Regions from separate parts of the Mus musculus genome. Here region 2 is linked to region 1. The links are chromatin contacts, called in public HiChIP or PLAC-seq maps. All regions are on one chromosome and are shown on one strand. The core of a region is the stretch at or near the end of the contact, and the rest is flanking DNA. Distances in the headings are between cores, read along the strand shown.

Region 1 (4,875 bases), core at 823-3,322:
GCAACTATCAAATACCACAGAAGTAATTTTAAATATCACATCACCCCAATGGTGGACTTATACCCTATATCCACCAAATGAGCCTTGGAAATAAGTTCCCTAGCACCTATGTATCCATGCATATTGTATAAGGCCATACTTGTCTCACCTCCTGGGGAAAAAAATATATATATATATGCTTTGGATAGGATTATTTATGTTCTTTTAAAGCCCGTTCATGATCACTATCCTTTATCAGTGAAGATTCTGCTGGCTCAGAGGTTATCAGTGATGTTTAAAATCACATTTTAAATATCTTTTTTTCTTTTTTTGAGTTTTTTGAGACAGGGTTTCTCTGTGTAGCCCTGGCTGTCCTGGAACTCACTTTGTAGACCAGGCTGGCCTCGAACTCAGAAATCCGCCTGCCTCTGCCTCCCGAGTGCTGGGATTAAAGGCGTGTGCCATCACGCCCGGCTTAAATATTTAAAATATATATTTTTCCTACCAAGATTGTGGCTCTGTGTGTTTTATTGTTTGGATGGGAATCAGAGGGATCAGGAAATAGGCAGCTGATTTATTTGGGACGCCCCTAAGTTGGAGTTAAGTTGTTGCTGTCCTCTGGGAAGGGGGGGAAGTCTAGCCCCAGGTTCAGATTTCTCTGTTGAGAAGCGATTAGGCCAAGAGGAGGTTGGCTAATTCAATTTTTTTAGCCTCCTGTTTCAGTTCATTGAGTTTGCCAGCAAGAAACAGGACTGCGATTTAAATACTCAGGGAAGAACCCTAGGCAAACTTTAGGCATTGAATCTACAGAGCACAGATAGGATACTCTGCTAAGGTTTGAATGTGAAATGCTTCCCTGCCCCCGAACAGGCTCTTGTGTTTGAACCCTTGGTTCTCCACTGGCAGTGCTCTTTGGAAAGACTGGGGAACACTTAGGGGGAGAAGCCTCACGGGAGGCAGTAGGTAACTAGGGGCTAGGGCCTTGCAGCTTCATGGTTTGGCATCATTTCCTATCTGCTCTCTGCTTTCTTACCGCTGATACACTGTGACAAGCTGGCCTCCAGGTTCCTGGCCAGGATGGGCTGTATCTCCCTGCAGTGGTAAGGAGGCATGCTCAGCAGCTCATGGAGCCCTTCTCAAGAGCTGAGTATATTCCTGACTGTTTCATCCCTTTGATGAAGAAGCTGTAATTATTTGTATTATGGGTAAAGAAAACAAAACACTCAGAAGGTTTAGAAAGCAGTAAGTCCCAACCATCCAGATCCAGGGAAGAACAGGAATTTGTATCCCTTTTTTTTTTTTTTTTTGTACAACATTCAGTGTGTTCCTGGGGTTCAGAGCTCAGTCGCCTTCTCATCAAAATCTTGTCACTCATTGTTAGCACAAACTGAAGACCGGTGAGAGGCTCCTTGCTGCGTGGGCTCACTGCTATCTCTGCTGCCTCCCTCGCATGTCCTCAACAAGTCTGTACAGGTAGGCTTCGTTTCTGTTAAGGACTGTGCGCAGGAGTTTTGCTGTTCATTGGCAAAATCTATAGACAGGGGTCTGGGGAGGAGTCTCAGCGGAATGATGCCTGCAGCAGTCTAAGCACTTTACCCATACCGTGTGCACATGCTGGCGGACCACTGAGCATCACACAGCCACCCCTGCAAAATGTCCACGAATTTTTACCATAGGGACTTCGCAGCATTGAATGAGGCGTTCAGAGATCATTCCTGCTTCAAAATTCTGCACAAAATCTCAGCAGGATGATGGCCAAGAGCACGTGTCGAGAACATATCACTATGGTTTGGTTGGCCTTGAAATTATCAGTGTCTTCTGAGCTTATGAGCAGTAAGCTTTGGGAAGGAGAGCCACATGGAGGGCCTCACTCCAGAGCCTCCCAAGACATCCCCTGGGACCCTCTGAAGCAATGCTTTTTTAAAACAACAGATACAATTGGAGGGTAAGTTGGCATGCTCATTGCAATTTGCCATAGTGGGGGACAAAGAAATGGAGGAGGAATATAAAGATCCCTTTAATAGAGGGAACACTGCTACCTTCCCTCCCCCACCCCTGCCAGTTTTGATGTGCTCAGCAGGAGCTGTGCAGTTGCAGGCTGTGGTGGAGTGTACACTGGAGTGTGAACAGGGCCACAAGGCACTTGACATTTGATTCTGAGTTCAGTGGAAACCAATGTGGTCACCTTGGGTTTCTTCCTAACTCCTTTAAAACTAGAACCTGATATGTTCTCTTAAGCATGGACCTTGGAATAGGCTGGCATAAATAAGCCCAGAAAGAGAGACCTGGGGGAAGACTAAATCTTGGAAGTGAGGGAGAACAAGGTAGAAAGAAAGACTGAGAAGAGAGGAAGAGAAATCATGATTCCTCCTACATTGGAGGAGGAGGAAGCAGAAGTGCTGTGGGACTGAATATGTGGCCTGTGTGTTCCCTGAGGTGCCTCAATTTGGCTTCCAGGGGACAGAAAGGAGCACTATCACCACAAAGCCCAGGAAGGGAGGTGAGACCAGACTCGTGGGAGGAGGGGATCTACCTGCTTCCTGTCCCAGGCTCTTCTGGTAACGTGAGCGAGTGTTGTGGTTTGCTAGCTGTTCTTGCTAACACCATGCCCTGCCTTGCAGGATGTGTGTGTGGTAAACATACCATCTGGATTAGAGAAATAGTTAGTCCCGGGGAGAGACTAAACATAGCAGGACGTCCATAAAGCTCTTAAATCTGACCACTTTGGGCCACCAAGAGGAGACCCAGAGGTTATACAAGCGAATTATTAAGTCTGGCTGAGAGGCCAGACACAGAGATGTTTCCATTTAGCCTTCTGAACATGCCCACAGCACAGGAAACTGATTCTCAGGTCACCCCAAGGTGCTGCTACCCTAAGTAACCATTGGGCCTTTGTGTTATATGGCTGACACCACTGGGGCATACACCTGTCTCCTGCCCTGAGCATTGGCAGAAACCTGGCTAGACAGTGTTTTCTTTCTATAACTTCATGTCTACCAAGAGAAGCTCATCTGAAGACTAGAAACCTTCTGCACAGTAACACTGTGGTGAGGAAAAAGTGTACTTCAGAGTTTGGGTTCAAATCTCAGTTCCAGTAGGAAGGACTTGGGTGGGTGACTGGCTCCTGGAGGGCTTGCTTTTTCCATTGTATCTCCATGATGAGTGGCTGAGTACTTCTAAAAGGCAATACATTTGTCCTAGTAGGCTTCTTGAGGAGCTAAATCTTCCTACATTCCCTTTATGAAATGATTTTCACAGGCAACTGAACCAGAAGGAGGCCACAATGCCCAATATCTATGAGTAGAAAAGGTGATCTGGGAGGGTTCTCCCTTTTCACCCCTTCCTGAATGGTGGGCAAGACATCTTAGTAAACAACACTGGACCCCCATTTTCTCCCAAATCATGTGACTTGAAAATACTCTGCAGGGGCTGTAGTGGTACATATATTCCTGGTGACCTGCCAGCCTCTTCAGAGCTCTAACTGAGGAACCCGACTGTGGTCGTGAACTCTCTCACTCAGGAACTTGGACTGGAAAGGATTTTGGATAAGAGATCCCGAGGGTCTCATTGATCCCTCATTGTGCATGTAACGGTAAGTGAGGTACGAATGACAGGCAAATTGAGGGTGTGGTTGAGTGAAGCCAAATTGTGTCTCAGTCTTGTCTATGACTGACTTCAACAGCACAGCCTAGCATTGAGCCATCCATGGCCTTTTTGCCTCAATGCATTTGCCCCAGTTTTCTGTGGAGAAACACTGAAATGGAGCTGCATGGTGTCACCTGGCCACTGCCCAGTTGCACACTGCCCTGCCTATCACACTTGCACAGTTTCAGAGCTCAGCCCCTAGGGATAGGAGGAGGAGGGGTGGGAGGGGCAAAGTGATCAAGAAAGGCCTCCAGACCAGTGCCACATTGAGCAGTGTTAACACAAGCTCCACCATCAGCTGCCAAGACGGAGGCAATCAACATGATTAATCACCCTCATAGCCATCTGGTGAAAGGATTTGAGAAATGCCACGTCATCATTAGCTCTCTGACTGGCCATCACAGATTCACTGGAAAATGTCAACCTGAAAGGCAAGCTTCATCCAAAGCCAACATATTGCTGAAAAAAATAATGGATTTCATACTGATATCCTCTCTTCTAGGCTCTTTCTCTCCCCATTGACAAAATGTTTTCTTGAGCTGGCTTGAATCTATAGCTAAATAAGAGCCAAGCAAGAGCAATTGGTTGCAGTGAATGTCCCTGGGGAAGAGGCAGAGATGGCAGAGACTGTGGCGAGTGCTCACATGTCTCTCTCATTTCTAGCAGTTACCCTTTTGTGTCTGCTGTGAGTTTAAGTATGTGTGTGTCAAGTATGCCCAGGGAACCTCAAGGACTGCCTAAGAAACCCAGTCCCTGCAAGCTTCACATCTCATTATGCAGATAGGAAAGGACATGTTGAGAGTAGACACCAAAGAGGCTTCCATGCTTTGTCATGGACCATATCCTGCGTCTCTATGTTTTCTGCATAGATGGACAGTCTCTATAATGTTTTGAATTAAGAAGTGATGAATCCATGAATGAATGACCCAATCTGGGATGAAAAATAGACTCATGATAGATAATTCCTAGGCCTTCCTAAATTCTACCTGGCTTCGCTGGTGGCATGGCTTCTGGGATGGATCAGAGTCACCATCTGAGTCTACCAAGCATTTTCTGCATTGAGTTATTCTAAAGGGAGAGAGTTAAGCAGCAGTCCACAGGCTGTCTAGAGACCTTTCCAGGATATCTGGAGGAGCTGGGATCAACCAAGAAAAAGGAAACCACACTAAATACCTTAAACAGAGTCAATGTAATAAAAAAAAATAATTGGCCACACAGGTTTTGAAAAAGAAAAGTGATTTAGGAATATTC
Region 2 (4,875 bases), core at 1,219-3,718, 95 kb before region 1:
TAAATAAATAAATAAATAGAAAGAAAGAAAAGGAAAAAGAAAACAGCAATAGCCAAGTTTTGAGTTGTATGTGTCTAATTCCAACCTTCATGAGGCTGTGGCAGGAGGGCACCAAGTAGATTTGGGCCCAGACTAGTAAGATTGTGTCTCAAAAAAGTAAATCAAACAAATGGGGCTGGAGAGAAGTTTCAGTGGGTAAGGGTGCCTGACACCCTTCTTGTCAACCTGTGTTCAGTTTCCAGTACCCATGTTGGGTGGCTCACAACTATCTATAACTCCAGTTCCAGAGAAGCAGCTGCCCTCTTCTGCTCTCCATGGGTATTGGCACACAGGTGGCATACACACAAGCACATACACACACACACACACACACACACACACACACAGAGAGAGAGAGAGAGAGAGAGAGAGAGAGAGAGAGAGAGAGAGAGAGAGCACATAAGTAAAAATAAATATTAAAAAGAAAAGGCAAAGCTATTTCACTCTTCCTCCTTCTGCAAGAAAGTAAGTACTGATGCTAAATATGGCCTCAATGATATGGTAAGTCCTTTGGTAGGTAGAACATCATGGACTAGCAGATGAAGCCACCCAAAGCCACAGAATATCTACTCTGTGCATAGGAACTCAGGGGCATATACAGCCAACAAGAAATAGACAAACTGTATGTAAAGATGAAGAGCCAACAGTGGAAATGGGACTTGAAAGAAGCAATAGAAATGGGTTGGAAGAGAAGGCCAACAAAGCTGTGCAGCCAAAGAGAAGGGCATCCAGGTGCCATGTGAGAGGCCCATGCCATGCTTTCAGTAAAGACATCCTGGGAATGTTCAAACTTATGAAGCACAAGCAAAATTCCTTAATTTCTAACAATATATCACATTAGTAAACAGAATATATATTAACAGGCTGCTTCATTTCAAATCATTTCAAGTGGTCAGCAAAACTTCTAACTCCAGAAATACTTTTGATCTTATGTTAAGCAAAATTACAAAAGTATGTAAACAAAATGGCCACAGTTGGATCTAAGAAGAGCTCAGAAAACACATTGGGGAATGAACCATGACACTGGACAAAAAGAGAAATGGGTTATATTTTTCTGTTTTCTACTTTAAATATCATGTTTTGTGGGCATATATTATGTTTGCAATCAAATTCTTTGTCTTCCTAAGGCTTGAGAAGTTTCCCATACTACCCTTCTCTTGCAGGATAGGAAACAAAACCTATGTTTCCACAGACTTCTGGGAGACCAGGGACTCATTCAAAACAACTCCACCATGCAGCTGCCAGAGTACATTGAGATGGGCAGAGTCGAGCCAGCAGTAGTGCGGACCAACTGAAGCATCTGAAAACTCACTTCTGCGCAGAGACCTGTCTCGGGGTCTAATGTTCCATTAGTATAGTAGATAAAATTCATCTGACTCTTCTTCAACCCACTATCTCTAAACTTGAGATTTAACTCTTAGGAATGATTGCCACATTGGTGACTATCGTACTGCTGTCACAGAAATACCTGACATAGACCACTGGAAAGAAGAAAGGAATTCTTTCAAATTGTAGCTGGTAAAGGTTTCAACCAGTCATTTATATCCGTGCCCTGTGTGAAGACATCATGACAGCTCCCTTCACCACTGAGTGGGAAGCAGGTGGCCCAGAGACCTACTTATTTCAACTGGGTCTCATGGTCTAAAGTTCCCACAACCCTCAAAATAGTGCTACTCGCTGGGGACCAAGAATTCAACACAGAAGCCCGAGTGGGGCATCTTCACACTGAAACTGCCTGTCACTCTAGCCCAAAGCAGGGAGTGTAGGTGACAGATGTAGCGAGTTCCCAGTCTTTCATGTTTCTGCACAATGAGGGCAGACTCAGACTTTTGCCAGTTTGAGGCCTCCTCTTTCTGTTATAGGAAGTATGTTAAAACATCTGTACTTATACCTGGGCTTCAAAAGAAGCCCAAAGATAGAAATCTTAATACGGGGTAGGCAAAAGGGGTGGAAAGAGAGAGAGAAAGGAAGGGTCCCTAACCACAGCCTCGGTGGAGATCCCCTTCATGTCTTCAAAATTAACTCTTAACTTTGCATGTGTAGCCCCAGTGTGAGGAGTAGCTACTTGCAAGTACTTCTTAAATGACCTTTGCAGGGCTGGCATCTTGCAGGTGCACCCCTGATAAAATCAAGGAAACCTCGGTGTCCTGGGACATCAAGACAGTTTCCCAAGAGAGCTGGCTGCAGATCATATGCTGCTTAGCCAGATGCAACCGAGTTAACGCCAAGCTGGGATCTCTCAGACTATTTGTTGAATGGAGCCACTCTGGAGTTATCTGTGGAGTAAACTACAAGGCTCACAAATATGGTTCTAGATTTTAGGCAGTGGAAGAACTGAGTGTTGGCAGTCAGACTGGAGGAGGTTAACTGAGACCTCATAGTAAGAGCCAAGCTGTTGCCAGAATTGTTCATTTATCGGGGCGGAAGCTAAAGACTGTCTGGGGGCAGCCTCTAAAGATTCGACTTTCATTTTTACTGTCTACCCGCTATTTCCATACCATTGTGCATTCTTATTAATTTTAAATACAGTCTTCCATTGCCCCTATAAGCAGTACTGGGAGGGTACTGACATGGACAGATAAGTGGTCCATGTGGCTTCCTCTGACAGCTACCTACAGTGGAGATCATATTGTCCAGAGGAGGAAGAACTGATAGGCGACTGCCTGACTCATTGCTATGTTAATGAGACTCACATCAAATGGAAGACTAACACTGTAGGCCAGGTGGTGGCCTGTGGACATCTGTTCAGACAGTTTACCCCTCACAACACATAAAGATTTTTCTTCCAGGAGCTCTCTTTACCCTAAAACTGCACGGTAACCACACTGTGAGCCCAGAAGCTGACTAAAATTTGTACTCTGAACTTCTACCCTGAGATAACTCAGGTCACTGTCCACTGACTAGAGAACGGAACCAGCTGCACTGCTCAAAGCCAGGTCTCCAGAAGTCTGGAATTAAGCAAGAGATGAGAGTCCAGTTTCTCTTTGGAAGCCTGGATGTGTCCTGTGTAAATATGAGAGGCGTATGGCATACCAGATAGGGGGAAGTGGAAACTATTATGAAAGCGTGGAGCTAAGATAAACCTTGGAAAGGGGCTCCGAATATTGTTTGTAATCCCAAGAAACATGAGTACCCAACATCTGAAGATAGATTAGCAGTCTACCGCGGCACTCACATCGCTGTTGTCGTGTGTGAACGATGGCTGTTGAGTCTAATGTTGGTAATTGCTGAGATTTGAATCTGAAAGGTTCCCCTGCAGGCTCAGATTCTGAGTGCTTATGCCTGGTCACACCTCGTCTCGTCTCCAGTCCATCCCTAACTCTATTTTCTCTCCATCAGGAAGTGAAGATGTTCCTCCGTTACACTGCCCTGGCAATCATGAGCCGAGCTTTCTGAAAGAGTATGCAAAAATATATTCTTCCTTGCTTAGTCATGTACTCCATCACAGTTATACAAACTTTCTAATTTGCATCTATTTTCTCCTTATATGAGAAAAGAATGCTGCCAGTTGGGAAATAGGCAAATATAGTCCAGTATATGTCTTTGGATACTCCAGAACCCAAAGACAGTAGGCAAACCACCCACTTCGATTTCTAAGATCTTCATTTTCCTATCTTTCTACATTGCTTCCTGCTCCCGTAGACACAAACAATGAAATCCAAGAGAAAAACAAGTGCCACCATGTTCCTTGGAAATGCCCAAATGGCCTTTGAAATTCCTCTCCCAACATTCAATCTCAGTCTTTGGCAAAGAGAGTTGTGCATTCAAAACTTTATCACTGGGATGTGCATCCTAGACTGGGACCCTAATAGATGTCGGTCACATTCTGCCTCTTTTCCAGCTGGGAACATCTGAGAGACGCTGCATGTTAAACAGCTGTGCCCTATATATAGCCATTACTCAACCCATCCCCAGAAAAAGATCACTGCCTTTTCAAGGGTGAGCCTATTCACTCCCATGTATATCAATGATGCTATGTTTACTCAAAAGCAGTTTGCTTCTGTTACCCTGTATTATTACAAGACATTTAAGAGTCAAGTGTGGGGTCTAGAAAGATGGCTCGGTGGTTAGGACCACTACCTGCTGCTCTTTTATAGGTCATGGGTTATGTTCCTAACACCCACATGGTAGTCACCTTTTATGATATTAAAATGTTAGTGTTATCCATTGAGTCTGATCACAGGACTCTGAAGGACACAAATATAGTTATTCTCTCTCTCTCTCTCTCTCTCTCTCTCTCTCTCTCTCTCTCTCAAGAACACCTAAGATTTGTAAAAGAAACCCAGGAACTAATTCAATGCTGGCTATGATTCAAGTCAATGTCCCTCCAGGGACACAAGCAACTTTATATTTTTCTTCACGATGGCTTTATTACTTCTAACTTTTGCCGATGGGTATAAAAATCCCTTTTAGGACACTGGGCTGTAATTGTTCTAGGGAGCATGGGTGAAACTCTTTTAACTCATCTACAGCCTGTACAGAATCCACAAGAAGCTACTGTGGGGACCCCTAACTTTCTGCAGAACTGGGGTTACTAGTTTACAAGTCATGTGAGATCCTGGGTGCTGTGCCACATGTGTTCTTGTTTTCCTTGTAAGTGATGAGGGAGGGGGTGGAGCAAGCAAGGAAATTAGAATCAAAACCATGAGGCTAGAGAGATAGCTCAGTGGTTTGGAGCACATACTGCTCTCTCCAGAACCCAAGTTCAGTTTCTAGCATCCATGTGGGGCTGCTCACAATCCCCTGAAGCCCCAGTTCCAGAGGAAGGCACTGCACTCGTGCACTCAAACACACTCACACACTCGCTCACACATATATGCACCTGATTTTAAAAAA

What was found. HiChIP or PLAC-seq counts read pairs in DNA pulled down with a chosen protein or histone mark.
Region 2: an H3K4me3 HiChIP or PLAC-seq map of the SCID.adh cell line shows a contact between it and region 1, with 14 read pairs. The contact joins two enhancer-like sites. A contact is called at or near these places in 4 of 484 Hi-C or Micro-C datasets (CD4 T cells, megakaryocyte-erythroid progenitors and nephron progenitors), 3 of 115 datasets of contacts at active chromatin or transcription factors (CD8 T cells, the SCID.adh cell line and double positive thymocytes) and 2 of 9 other capture datasets (adipose tissue and liver).

The regions. Positions count from the first base shown.
Region 1 is chr1:184,003,513-184,008,387 of GRCm38.p6, reverse strand. No RefSeq gene overlaps it. Among named protein-coding and RNA genes, the nearest start is that of Gm39725, 7.4 kb to the left of the region's middle. Within about 2 kb of position 2,072, at least 75 of the 459 cell types and tissues checked have an H3K27ac peak or open chromatin away from gene starts, as enhancers often do. A contact at or near this core is called in CD8 T cells, the SCID.adh cell line and double positive thymocytes, where this site is marked.
Region 2 is chr1:184,098,729-184,103,603 of GRCm38.p6, reverse strand. No RefSeq gene overlaps it. Among named protein-coding and RNA genes, the nearest start is that of Dusp10, 67 kb to the right of the region's middle. Within about 2 kb of position 2,468, at least 32 of the 459 cell types and tissues checked have an H3K27ac peak or open chromatin away from gene starts, as enhancers often do. A contact at or near this core is called in CD8 T cells, the SCID.adh cell line and double positive thymocytes, where this site is marked.